Linked DNA regions of Rattus norvegicus: region 1 is linked to region 2. A link is a contact called in public Hi-C data. All regions are on one chromosome and are shown on one strand. Each heading gives the region's core, a stretch centred on a gene start, on an enhancer-like site or on the middle of the called end of the contact. The rest is flanking DNA. Distances are from core to core; before and after follow the strand shown.

Region 1 (6,101 bases), core at 49-2,548, 240 kb after region 2:
TCTGCTTAGAACAGCTGACATATCGGACAGGATACCCCGTGAATCAAGGAATGGGGGTTTAGGTGAGCACCCATGAAGGTATGTAGCCTTGTTGAAAGTCAGCAAAGAATAAAGATAATGGCCAAAGTTGGTTCCCAAGCAAGTTCCTGCCCTGGAACTTGGCCTCCTGTCCCCTCAGCAGAAAGGTGGTCTCAGCTCAAGGTGGTATAACAGCATCTACGGATGGGCAGGACCTTCAAGTGAAGAGGTTAGAATGACTTGGGTGTGTTGGGTCCAGTTGTGGATACTGGACAGCTAGAGAGAGGAAGTAGTGGTGGGGGCTATAAGATCTCCCCCTCAGCCAAGGTGAACTCTGGTCCTTAGGCCCTTCCTTGGATTTGGTATGAAGTCAGCTACTTCCTGCTCCTGCCTGGCTCTCAGTCTCCTAAGACTCACCACAGGAAGATGCCCTCTGGTGCCAACCATATGGGAACAGAAAGGACCTGACTGCCTAGATCCACATACTTACAAGCTTATGTGGCAAAGTACCTTCCTCTAGAGCCACACTGTATGTACCCTGAGCAGCAGAGAAGCCTAGCCTGAAAGGGGCCTCTTTCCTGAGTCCTCAAGTAGCCCTGGGGAAAGTTCAAGTGCACACACACCAGTAGCCCAGGATGGAGCTTAGAAGAGATCAGGACTGGAAACTTGAAGGGAAGTAACTAAGCTTCTATATTCAGAGGACCAGGGAACCCTGGGGGCTTAGCTACCCCACTCCCAGGTAATCCCTTTTCTGCAACCGCCCTTGCCTTGGCTACTTCTGTGTCATAAAGCTATGGTAAGGATTTGGGGCTAGATCTGTCCTCTGATCATATCTACAGGAAGTGTCCCTTTGCCACTGACGTGTAAAAGACATGATGAAGAAACGCATGTAACATATAGACCCCAACCCCATAACCTGCTAACAAGTCTCAAAGAAGCACTGCAGCAAACTGTCAGAGCAGTGCAGTCAGGATAAGGTAGTGAAGGAATAGGCAGCAGAGGTTAGGGATGGGGAGAAATGGCGGCCAGTAATACTTGTTATGTCACGGTCAGCTATCTATGTGGTATAACAAGTCTTAGGTCAGGGTTAGGAGTTCCAGGAAGCCAATCTCAAGAAACATCAACAGGGACATGAACATACTGAGAGAATGAGGCAAGCATGACCTCTACTTCTAACCACTACCCCTATCACCAACACTCCATTTCCCCATAAACCTCCATTTCAACCCTAGGTTTTGTAAGCTGGAGCGCTTGCTGTAAGGAGGACCAAAGCTGTCCCTCTCCTGCCCCCTTGTGGCCACTGGGGGAAAGGTGTTGGCTGAAAAGTGCCAAATGATCTTTGCTACATGGAAGTGCCACCAGAAACCTCAAGCCTTACTCTTGGGGTCTTGGATTCTGGTCTGGACTTTATCCTCTTATAATCCAACAGAATCTCAGTCTGGCTACTCTGCTCTTATTCCTTTATTTATTCAGGCTACTGCAATGCCTGACCTGTAGACCATAGAGGCAGCACAAACAGCAGGGAAGGTGTTCTCCATTCTGTCTTGTCCGACATGCCCCTTGAGATAGAGAAGTCCACACATCCAACTTCCCTGTCCCTTGGGTCAAATCCTGAAACTGAGTCCCGTCCGTGTACCTTCCCCACACTCCCTTGAGTTCTTTACCATTTGAATCTCCTAGTCATTCCAGATCATACTCTGGAGGGAGTAATTCCCTCCACATACAGGGAACCTACTCTGCCTTCTCCCACCTCACTCACACCTTCTCTCTTGCTAATGTACACCTGATATCATCCTTGACACTATACAGGTGGATGGTTTGTTCTACCTGGGTGGCATAATTTAGATATAGACAAATGTTAACTTAACAACCAAGCTTTCAAATGAAGAGATTTCATACTAAAAACCTGATTTTCTAGCACTTCTTTTGGAAAGCAGAAGTCTTGTTTAGCTGCCATTCCTTCCTGGTAGAAGCTGAGAAGCAACCCAACCCCGGCTCTCATCCGTTTTTCAATCTTCTTATCCTAGATGATGTCCAATCTGCCAGCACTGTGGGCTCTAGGGGCTGCATTGACAGGCTCAGCCACTGCACAGCCTTGCTTCTTTGGTGTGTCTTGGAATGGATAGAGCATAGCCCAGTTACTTACATCTAGAATAGAGAAACTTGGAGCCAGAGAGGTGGCTCAGCAGGTGAAGCATTTTTTTTTTTTTGATGCAAGCCTGGTGACCTGATTTTAAGGCTGGAACCCCTTTGACAGGTAGAGGGACAAAACTGTCTCCACAAAGCTGTTCTCTGATCCCCATACACACGCTGTGGCACATACATCCACACACAATAAGAAGTAAACATTATAAAACAAAATAAAATAGAAAAGAAGCCCAGATGTAGACACTAACCTGATAGGGTATAGAAGGCAACTGAAAGCATGACAAAGGTATGATCTGGTGCTTTCTCTGCTGATACGTCAGTTCTTCTGACTGCGGAGATATCTCCCCCCCCCCCCCCGAGCTGCAGACTCCAGGGGAGGCTAGAGCTACAGTCACAGATGCCCCTTTGTCCTTCTGGCCTCTGGGCACATGGAAAGGCCCATCGTATGGCCTCACAGGACTCTCTTGTCACAGCTGCTCACCAAAGACTCGAAGCAGAGGCTGGGCTGCCAGGAGGAGGGGGCTGCCGAGGTCAAGAGGCACCCCTTCTTCAGGAACATGAACTTTAAACGCCTGGAGGCTGGGATGTTGGACCCTCCCTTCGTTCCAGATGTAAGTAGCCACTGTTGCTCCCAGGAGCTCTAAAGTCATTTCTGCAAGCCATGCTTCCTATTGTATCCTGAGTGTGCCTTACACAGCACTTCAAATCGGCTAACCCATCTGCCCTCCTAGAGTACCAAAGATCGCTCACTGCCCCTTCCTACACTCTGGCTACTTTGTGGCCATGTTACAGATCTCGATGTCAGAATGTACAGATGGCATGTGAACCCTGGAGCCCCCTTACTGGTTGTTCAGGTGCCTAGACAACCTTCAGGTCCTAGAAAATCCAATGAAATCCAAGACACCTCCTGTTTCTGAATCTGCCAGATATATTGAAGGTTGAAATGAGACCAAAATGGAAAATGAGTATTGAGGACCATCCCAGTTTAACTGAACATCCACTGTCCGGTTCAATTAAGATTCTCCTGGAAGATACTGTACTAGGTCTGCATAGCATCAGGTTCACATTCACAAAGGAGCCCCACCCAGCAAGGACTTTTTGTGGTTGTAAACTTTCAAAGTCCCAGTAGATTAAGGTTCCTTGTTGGGGCCTTGGGGATGGAGCCAAGAACTATGGATGCTATAGAAACGTTGGGGATGGGAACTTAGCTTGTGTTAGCTCATGAAAGTTGACGGATGTGGTAGGAATATCTTCCCAGCCCTCTTCTCAGTCACCTCAGGACAAGAGCCTGCAGTAGACCAGGATGGGGATGTTGACACCTTAGCAGCTGGTGAATAATACAAATCAGAGCTTTCTCAGACCCCTCTCCCAAAACCAGCTGTTAACCATTTGTTTGCACAGCAGTGAGGAAGTAAGGAACAATCTTTGCATCTTTGGTATTCTCTTGTAAGTGAAGGTTCCCTGATCATCCAGGGAGGAGGGCAGTAGCAGATGCGAGGAGCCAGGACTAGCTACTGGATGCTGAACAGTGTCCATGGTCACCCACTGGAGACCTCTGTAGCCAGATGTGGCATCCACATCATAGGTCCAACCAGCACCATACTAACCAGGTGTGGCGGAATCACACTTGTGATCCCAGCACTGAGGAAGTGGAAGCAGAAGGATCAGAAATTCAAAATCATCCTTAGCTGTACAGCCTGTTTGAAAGGTCAGCCTGGACTACATGAGACCCTATCTCAAAAATGGGTAGAGCAGCTGAGATGTCTTGTTAATAACACGCTTGTTTGCCTTGCTAGTACGAGGACTTGAGTTCAATCCTCAACACCCACATGAGGCTCTCTGGGGCTTACTGGCCAGCCAGTCGTGCAGAATTGGGAACTCCAAACCAAGAGGCCCTGTCTCAAAGGAAGGGTATGGTGTTCCTAAGAATGGCACCCGAAATTGCCCCACCCCAAGAAATACTAATCTTATACTTAGGTCCCAAATGGTCTTGGACCAAGCTTTGTCCAGAATTTTTCAAATTTTGTTGTTTGGTAGGTATTTTTAAGTTTGTTGAGAGCTGTGGTAGAGCCACTAACATCCCTAGACAATGTCTAGAGTAACAGCAAGGACACAACAGTTGTAGGCTGGGGCTTCGCAACCTCCTCCTGTCCTTGGATTACCTATTGCTATGGTGATGGGGTGAGATCACTCATGACATAGGATATATTTCAAAGCCTCTCCACATGCTCCAAGCTTTGTGCCAGGCTCCAAGGGATACTGGATTATTTCTTCCATGGAAATCTCAGTCTGAAGAAGTGAAATGTCAGCAAACACCCCTTAAATAAAATCGGGACTAGGAGTCACAGGAAAAGAATGGGAGGAGAGGGGAGGGGAGGTAGTGGGGGCAACAGAGCTGAAAAAGTGTTCCCCAGGATATGGAGTGTTGCATGGGAGGGAGCATCTCTGATAATCAATGCAGCTAGCCATCTGGGACTGTCCTTGTTTTATTGCCAGAAGTCTGAGGTACTGAACAAACAGGCATAGTTGTTCACCCTGGGTGTGACAGCACCCCCCCCCCACAACTAGGTTTCAGGGCTCCTCAGTGTACTGTATAGAAGTCAATATTCCCTTTCCCTGACCCATAGTAAATGGTCCACATGGCACATGGCCCTTGCTCTGGACAGCCAAAGCCCTTAACATATCATTGGAGTAGGTGGTGAAGGAAAATTGTGGGCCCCAGAAGAAGATGATGACCACCCCCATCTTGTCTATCCTCTGCCCACAACCACCCATTCATAGTTCTCCTGACCTTCAGGTAGTAGCCACATTCATAATTCATAGGCACTATTACTGGCTTAATCTTTTTCACTTCACTTGACTTTTTTCAAAGCCAAAATAAATGTATCTAAAAAGAAAACCAGGAATATAATAGCCTGGTAGGCTTTGGCTTGTTGAGATAAATTTTTATCAATACAAACATTTTTATCAATAAAAAAAATTTATCTGTATATCTCAGAGAGGGCAATCACAACTCCCAAGTTCCTGAATGCATACCAGGGCCAGCTACATGAGCTTAGCATGTGTAGTGATCCTGGCCCTAGTTGACTCAATTTATTTATTTTTAATTTTGTATTCACTTATATCCTAATCACAGCCCCCTCCCTCTTCTCTTCCCAGTCCCACCCTTACAAATCGCTCCCCAGATAAAGGGAGCTCCCCCTGGGCAACCGCCCTTCTCTGGGGTATTTAGTTCCAGCAGGCACATCCTGTCCCACCAGGGCAGAGCCACATTGTCACAGCAGCTCATACTCAGCACAGCAGCAACATTCGAGCAGCACTATGGCCCAGGTGTTCCATTATTGCGATTTCCAGGAAGAAAACTAAGGCTCTGAAGACACAGATGGCTTTTCCCAAGGCCCCTAAATTTCACAGTGGAGACTACCTGCTTCAGAGTCTGTATTGAACACATGGCTTACTGCCCTGCATTTGAAGGAATTGGAACATACTCTGGCTGTCTTCTCTCTCTGGCATGTTTTGAAGCAGAGTCCCTCTTGTGCTTTTGCTCTGATGCTAGGTCCAAAGCATCCATTCTCTCTGTAGAAGAATGAACCACAGATTCCCAAAATGTAATAAGTACAACCCCTCTTCTAAAAGAGGAGGTATTCGAAATAGTGCTTCCTTCCTGATGCTCTGAGCTTCTCGGTGGCCAAGACAGCTGATGATTGAGGTGCCCAGAGATTTCACACTCTCTGGAATCACAGAGAGTGTGAATTTAGACACAGAGGTAACCTCTCATCTACTTGGACTTACCTAGAAGGAGACCACAGGTCTGTGATCTATGTGTATAAGCTGTAGTAAGAAGGAACTCTGGACTGGGCAGCTGGGTACCTCTAGCTCTCATTTCACTAGAACCTGGTCCCCTTGCTGGATCTGAGAGAGGGAAGCTCAGTCTG
Region 2 (5,901 bases), core at 2,997-5,496:
GCTACTGCCACTGAACTATTCCTAGCCCTAAGTTAATTAGTTAATTTGGTCTTGAATGCTTAGATTTTATTTTGAGCCTCTCCATGTTTTTTTCTCAAAATCATAGTCACTAAGTATATTATTATACATATATGGTAAGATACGAAAATAATTTTTTTACGCATAGCTACAGACTAATTTTCTACAGACTTCTTTTTTTTTTTTTTTTTTTTTAAACTGACAAGTTGTTCAGTCCTCAGGAACTGACTCTTTTTTTTTTTTTTTAATATTTATTTATTTATTTTATGTGTAAGTACACTATAACTGTCTTCAGACACACCAGAAGAGGGCATCAGATCTCATTATAGATGGTTGTAAGCCACCATGTGGTTGCTGGGATTTGAACTCAGGACCTCGGGAAGAACAGTCAGTGCTCTCAACCGCTGAGCCATCTCTCCAGCCCCAACAGACTTCTTTTTTAATTTAAGCTATTACACCCTGCATTTTTATGCCATTAAATATTCTTTTAGGGCCAATGAGATGATCAGCTGGTAAAAGCACTAACCCCCAAGCGTGATGGCTTGAGTTTGATTTCTGAATACCACATGGCAGAAGGAAAGAACCGACTCCCAGAGATTGTCTTTGACCTCTACATGTGTGCCGTGGCATATGCATACTCCCATATAAACATGCATCTCCATGCTCAGGGCATAGATGCAGAAGATGAAGTCTTGGTTGGGGATTTAGCTCAGGGGTAGAGCGCTTGCCTAGCAAGCCCAAGGCCCTCGGTTCGGTCCCCAGCTCCGGAAAAAAAAAAAAAAAAAAAGATGAAGTCTTGTATGGCCTGGTACTTTTCTGTCTAGCATTTAATATTTTTGTGAGATTCATCCGTGTTTATGTGGATGTCTATAGTTGTGTTCATTCTCCATTTGTGTTGGAGTGCACAGAATGACATTCTCATCACTTTTTAAAACTTACTATTTTTATTTATTTTGTGTGTATATATGTGTAGATGTGTGCATCTATATATGTGTAGGTATATGTGTGTATCTATGTGTAGGTGTATGTGTGTGTATATATGTGTAGGTGTGTGTGTATATGTAAGTGTGTATGTGTATATATGTGTAGGTATGTGTGTATATGTATATATATGTGTGTGTAGGTGTGTGTGTATATATATGTGTAGGTGAATGTGTGTGTATATATGTGTGTATAGGTATATGTGTGTATATATGTTTAGGTGTATGTGTGTGTATATATGTGTAGGTGTGTGTGTATATATATATGTAAGTGTGTGTATATATATGTGTAGGTGTGTGTGTATATATATATATATATGTGTAGGTGTATATGTGTATATATATGTGTAGGTGAATGTGTGTGTATATATGTGTGTATAGGTGTATGTGTGTATATATGTTTAGGTGTATGTGTGTGTATATATGTGTAGGTGTGTGTGTATATATATATGTGTAGGTATATATGTGTATATATATGTGTAGGTATATGTGTGCCATTCCATATGCATGGAATCAAGGACAACTTGTGGGTGTCTTTATTGGTTCTTTTCTTCAACCATGGGGCTCCCATGGATTGAACTCAGGTCATCAGGCTTTGGTGGCAGTCACCTTTACTAATTGAGCGATCTCTCTAGCCCATAGGGTTTTTTTTCTGTCTTTGTTTTTGGAGACAAGGTGTTTCTGTGTAGCCCAGGCTGTCCTGGAACTTGTTCTGTAGACTAGGGTGGCTTTGAACTCAGAGATCCACCTGCCTCTGCCTCCCAAGTGCTGGGATTAAAGGGTGTGTCACCACCTGGCCATAGTTAACTATTTTTAAAGCAATGGTGCTTCAAATATCCATATATATCTCTCAGTATGCATATGTAAGACTTTTCATTAAAAACTGTGTACTGGATTTTCTGGTTTAACTCAAGTCACTGGCTAATGCCAAGTGTGCCCCTCAAAGATTATTCCAGTTTGCCTTCTCTGTAGCAGCACAGGGGAGAGTCTGTTACTTCTCTTTGTTAACTGTTCTTGCTGCTGATAGATTGAAATGTTTGTTAGCTTAGAGTTTACAAGAGCATTTGTTAAAGTTATAACTTGAGTTTTTCTGATTCCTGGTGAGCATAAACATGTCTACATGTGTTTTGTATATGTTTTCTCTATAGTGGGGGTTGGGGAGGGGGCTTTCTTATAGTATACACATTTGTGTTTGTGTGTGTGTATGTGTGTGCACATGTGGGCACGTGCGTGCACAGTTGTTGGTGGTGGTTCAGTTGCATGCTTGCCTTGTCACAGGGCTGGAGGTCAGAGGACAACTTGTATCAGTTGATTTTCTTCTTTCACTGTATATGTCTGGAGATCAAACTTAGGTCATTAGGCTTGGCAACAAGCACCTTTATCTACTGAGGCACATCTCTGGCTCCACAAATTCTTAATCTAATTCATGGGAATTTATTAGAAGTCTTTGGTTTTAGTATCTTATATTTTGTTTCAGAAAAAACTTTTCCCATGTATAGAACAGAGAGTCACCTATGCATTCTTTTTATTTTAAGATTTATTTATTTGCTTTATGTATTTGAGTACATTGTAGCTATCATCAGATGCACCAGAAGAGGGCATCAGATCTCATTACAGATGGCTGTGAGCCACCATGTGATTGCTGGGAATTGAACTCAGGACCTCTGGAAGAGCAGTCAGTGCTCTTAACCACTGAGCCATCTCTCCAGTCCCACCTATGCATTCTTAATGGTTTTTTTTCTTTTCCATCTAGTTCTTTAATATGCCTGGGATTATTTTTATATATAGTATCTTGATTTTGGAACCTAATTTCCTTTTTTAAAGATTTATTATTTAAAATATGAGTGTTTTGCCTATATGTATGTCTGTGAACCACTTGTGTGCTTATTGGAATTGGAGTTACAGATGGTTTTAAGCCACCATGTGGATTCTGGGAATCTAATTCCAGTGCTCTAACTGCCGAACCATCTCTCTAGCCTTTAGTGTTTTGGTTTTTGTTTTTGAGAGAGGAGAGAGAGAGGGGGTGGGGGGATGGATGTGTTTTTTCAGTCCTTTAGTCTCTTTGTTGTTTTGTTTGTTTTTTGTTTATTTGGCCATTCACTTTTTCGTGCTGAGAACTGAATATACTGCACCATTTAAATATAATCTTGTCCCTGTTCTCATTTTTATATGAATAATCACTTGGATCCAGGGCATTTATTGAATAATTTCATTTTCAGTCATCAGTGCCTATCCCATTAGGCTTCATATTTGTCATGTGGTTTATTGGGGTCTGGCTTTCAGTAGCAGGTTTTGCTTTTGTTGCTAACATTTTTGCTTTCTTTACTTGAGAACATAAAATGTTAGCAGTGGTAAATTAGTCCCCAGGAATAAAATAAAACAGTGCTAAGGGTATGGCTGAGATTCAAGCACTTTGCCTAGCATGTATGAGGGCCCCAGCTTAGTAACCAGCACTGTAAAACAATAAAAGCTTAATGTTTTTATAATTAACTTGCTCTCTGAAATAACCAGTGTGTGGGAACTGTTTCCCTAAACAGCCAAGTCTGCTGACTCCGTTAGCAGTTATCTGATAGCACTCGGGGATGACCCTTGTCCTGACAGCCAAAGCATGAGGTTGTGGCTTCCCTCCAGACAAGATCAGAAACAAAGACAATGGTTGAGTCCATGTTGCTTTTTGATATTCTTTTTGTTTTTAAACCAGAGTTTGATTTTTTTTTGTAAAAAGATATTTTCAATGTGTTTTGTACATGAAGATTAAGAGAAAAAGAGAAAAGACTCAAAGACACACACACACACACACACACACACACACACACACACACACACACACAAGAACATAGGTATAGGCTTCTTTCTTTCCTACCTCCCTTCTTTCCACCTTCCCTTTCTCCTTCCTTCCTTCCTTCCTCCCTCCCTCCCCCTTGCCCCCCACAGAGTTTATCTGTGTGGCATTGCCTATCCTAGAATTTACTCTGTAGACCAGGCTGGCCTTGAACTCTCCCTCATGAGTGCTGGGAGTAAACGTATGCACCGCCACTGCCCAGCTGGGGATGGGCTTTTTAAAGAGTTACCTACTTACACTCTTGGCCTAAATAGCACTGACCAAAAGGTAAACACTTTACTTTAGCCTATTCATTGAGATTGAACTTAAATTTTAAAACATTTTGAGCCATGTATGTTCCTTCAGGCATCTGACAAAAATATAGCAGCTGCTGAGTGCCACTGATGTAACTAATGATCCTGAGTAATAGGAAACCACCAAGAACAGCAGTCAGTGAACAGCAGTCTCCTTCTGAGACCTTCACCACATGATTTCTTCCTGCTCCAGTAATTTGATCAATTTGCAATGCAGGCTACATTGCTGGCTTTGTAGATTTGGAGGTGAGCAACAGACCAGACCTCTACGACGTGTTTGTGAATCTGGCAGACAGTGAGATCATCATCGCTCCACTTGCAAAAGGTGACTTTCCTGTTTTATTCTGACTTTTCTGTTTTATTCTCTGTTCCAGTATTGGCATGAGGTACAAGACAAGCAGCTGTGTGTTTTGTGCTGCCTCCCTCCCTAAAGTCAGTATTTGAGAGCCTACTTGGCATCTGTTGGAGCTGGAGGAATTTCTCAGTGTCCAGAAAATATGATTAATTCTGTAGGCCTGCATGTGTTAGAAAGCCAGGTGGGACTGCTGTTCATAGCTTTTATGTGGTCTCTTACCAGTTCCCAAATGTGGGAGTAGCTGAATGCTGACTGTTAGGACCCTGTGTTTAAGTCTAATGCTGTGTGGGTTTTATCTAAACTTCAAATGAGTAAACCAGAATTGATCTTTGACACTTGTTTTAAAATTTCAAACATGTAGAAAGTCGAGCCCAACCACAGGAAATATTACCTCTCGTAACACTAAAGGGATTAAAAAAAAAAAATGACTATGGCTAGAGCCAGGAAGGGTGGCACTGGCTGCTTTCTGCTGTGATCTACAGAACACCCTTATTCCAGTGAGCACCATCTGAATAGTGTCACTTGCAGTGAGACACATAGCTTTGTGTTTATCTTCCGGACAGCAGGAGCATCATCTGTAATTGATGTGACCTGAGTTGGTTTCCTTTGCATATTTCCAAGGATCTGAACATATGCTTTGCCAGCACCCGAGGGCCTGCGCAGGAAGCTCATTCACAACTTCGTGCCAGAAAAGTGCACTTGATTTTTGTGACAGAGTCTGTCTTCCATAGTCCTAGCTATACTAGAATTCATTATGTAGACCAAACTGACCTACAACACAGATCAGGCCTCCTCTGCCTTCAGAATGCTAGGATTAAAGGCATGTGTCACTTAGGTTCTCAGCTGTAAAGACTTGGACAAGACAGTCAGGTTTTTCCTGTAAGTCCCAGCTCACTTGTGGTCAGTTTTCACTGCTTATCAGGCAGATGTGAAGGGGAATCTGGTTTGGCATTGGTGAGCACACCTTCTATCCTGCTGTTACAGTTGGGTTGTGAATAAAATGGAAACTTGGGGGGTATCCTTTGCCTTTTGGAAAGTTCAGATTTTCAGTTGAATGGCTTGTTTTGTTTTTTTATTGTGTAATTTCCAAGTCTTCATATAACATTCTTTCTGCTTTGATCAGAGGCCATGACAATGGGCAAACTGCATAAAGAGATTGGTCAACTAATTGTGCAGTCTGCAGAAGACCCAGAGAAGTCAGACAGCCAGGTTATACAGGTAACCTTTGATCTGCCTTATGAAACCCTTCAGCAGGTTCATGATTCTCAGGGCATCGCTGCAGAGGAAGTGTCAGTTGACAGGCCAGCTGGCATTAGTGTTTGTAGTGGCCAAGATGGTGGTGGTTGGGTTTGGGGTATGTCATTACAGGGGCTAGTACTGAGGCTAACCGACCCCAGGGGTGAGAATTTTAAC

Evidence for each region. Hi-C and Micro-C count contacts between places; a contact is called where the count stands out from the background.
Region 1: a contact with region 2 is called in a Hi-C map of psoas muscle, with 2.6 times the contacts expected there. The contact joins two enhancer-like sites. A contact is called at or near these places in 8 of 12 Hi-C or Micro-C datasets (the Rat2 cell line, Schwann cells, frontal cortex and 4 more).

Annotation. Positions count from the first base shown.
Region 1 is chr1:270,195,988-270,202,088 of GRCr8, forward strand. Grk5 (G protein-coupled receptor kinase 5) reads left to right here. Exons shown (of 16, transcript NM_030829.2): 13 at 2,640-2,777. Among named protein-coding and RNA genes, the nearest start is that of Rnu6-28, 37 kb to the right of the region's middle. Within about 2 kb of position 1,299, at least 19 of the 93 cell types and tissues checked have an H3K27ac peak or open chromatin away from gene starts, as enhancers often do.
Region 2 is chr1:269,951,330-269,957,230 of GRCr8, forward strand. It overlaps Dennd10 (DENN domain containing 10), which reads left to right. Exons shown (of 9, transcript NM_001398802.1): 7 at 4,351-4,458; 8 at 5,612-5,706. Among named protein-coding and RNA genes, the nearest start is that of Dennd10, 17 kb to the left of the region's middle. Within about 2 kb of position 4,247, at least 1 of the 93 cell types and tissues checked has an H3K27ac peak or open chromatin away from gene starts, as enhancers often do.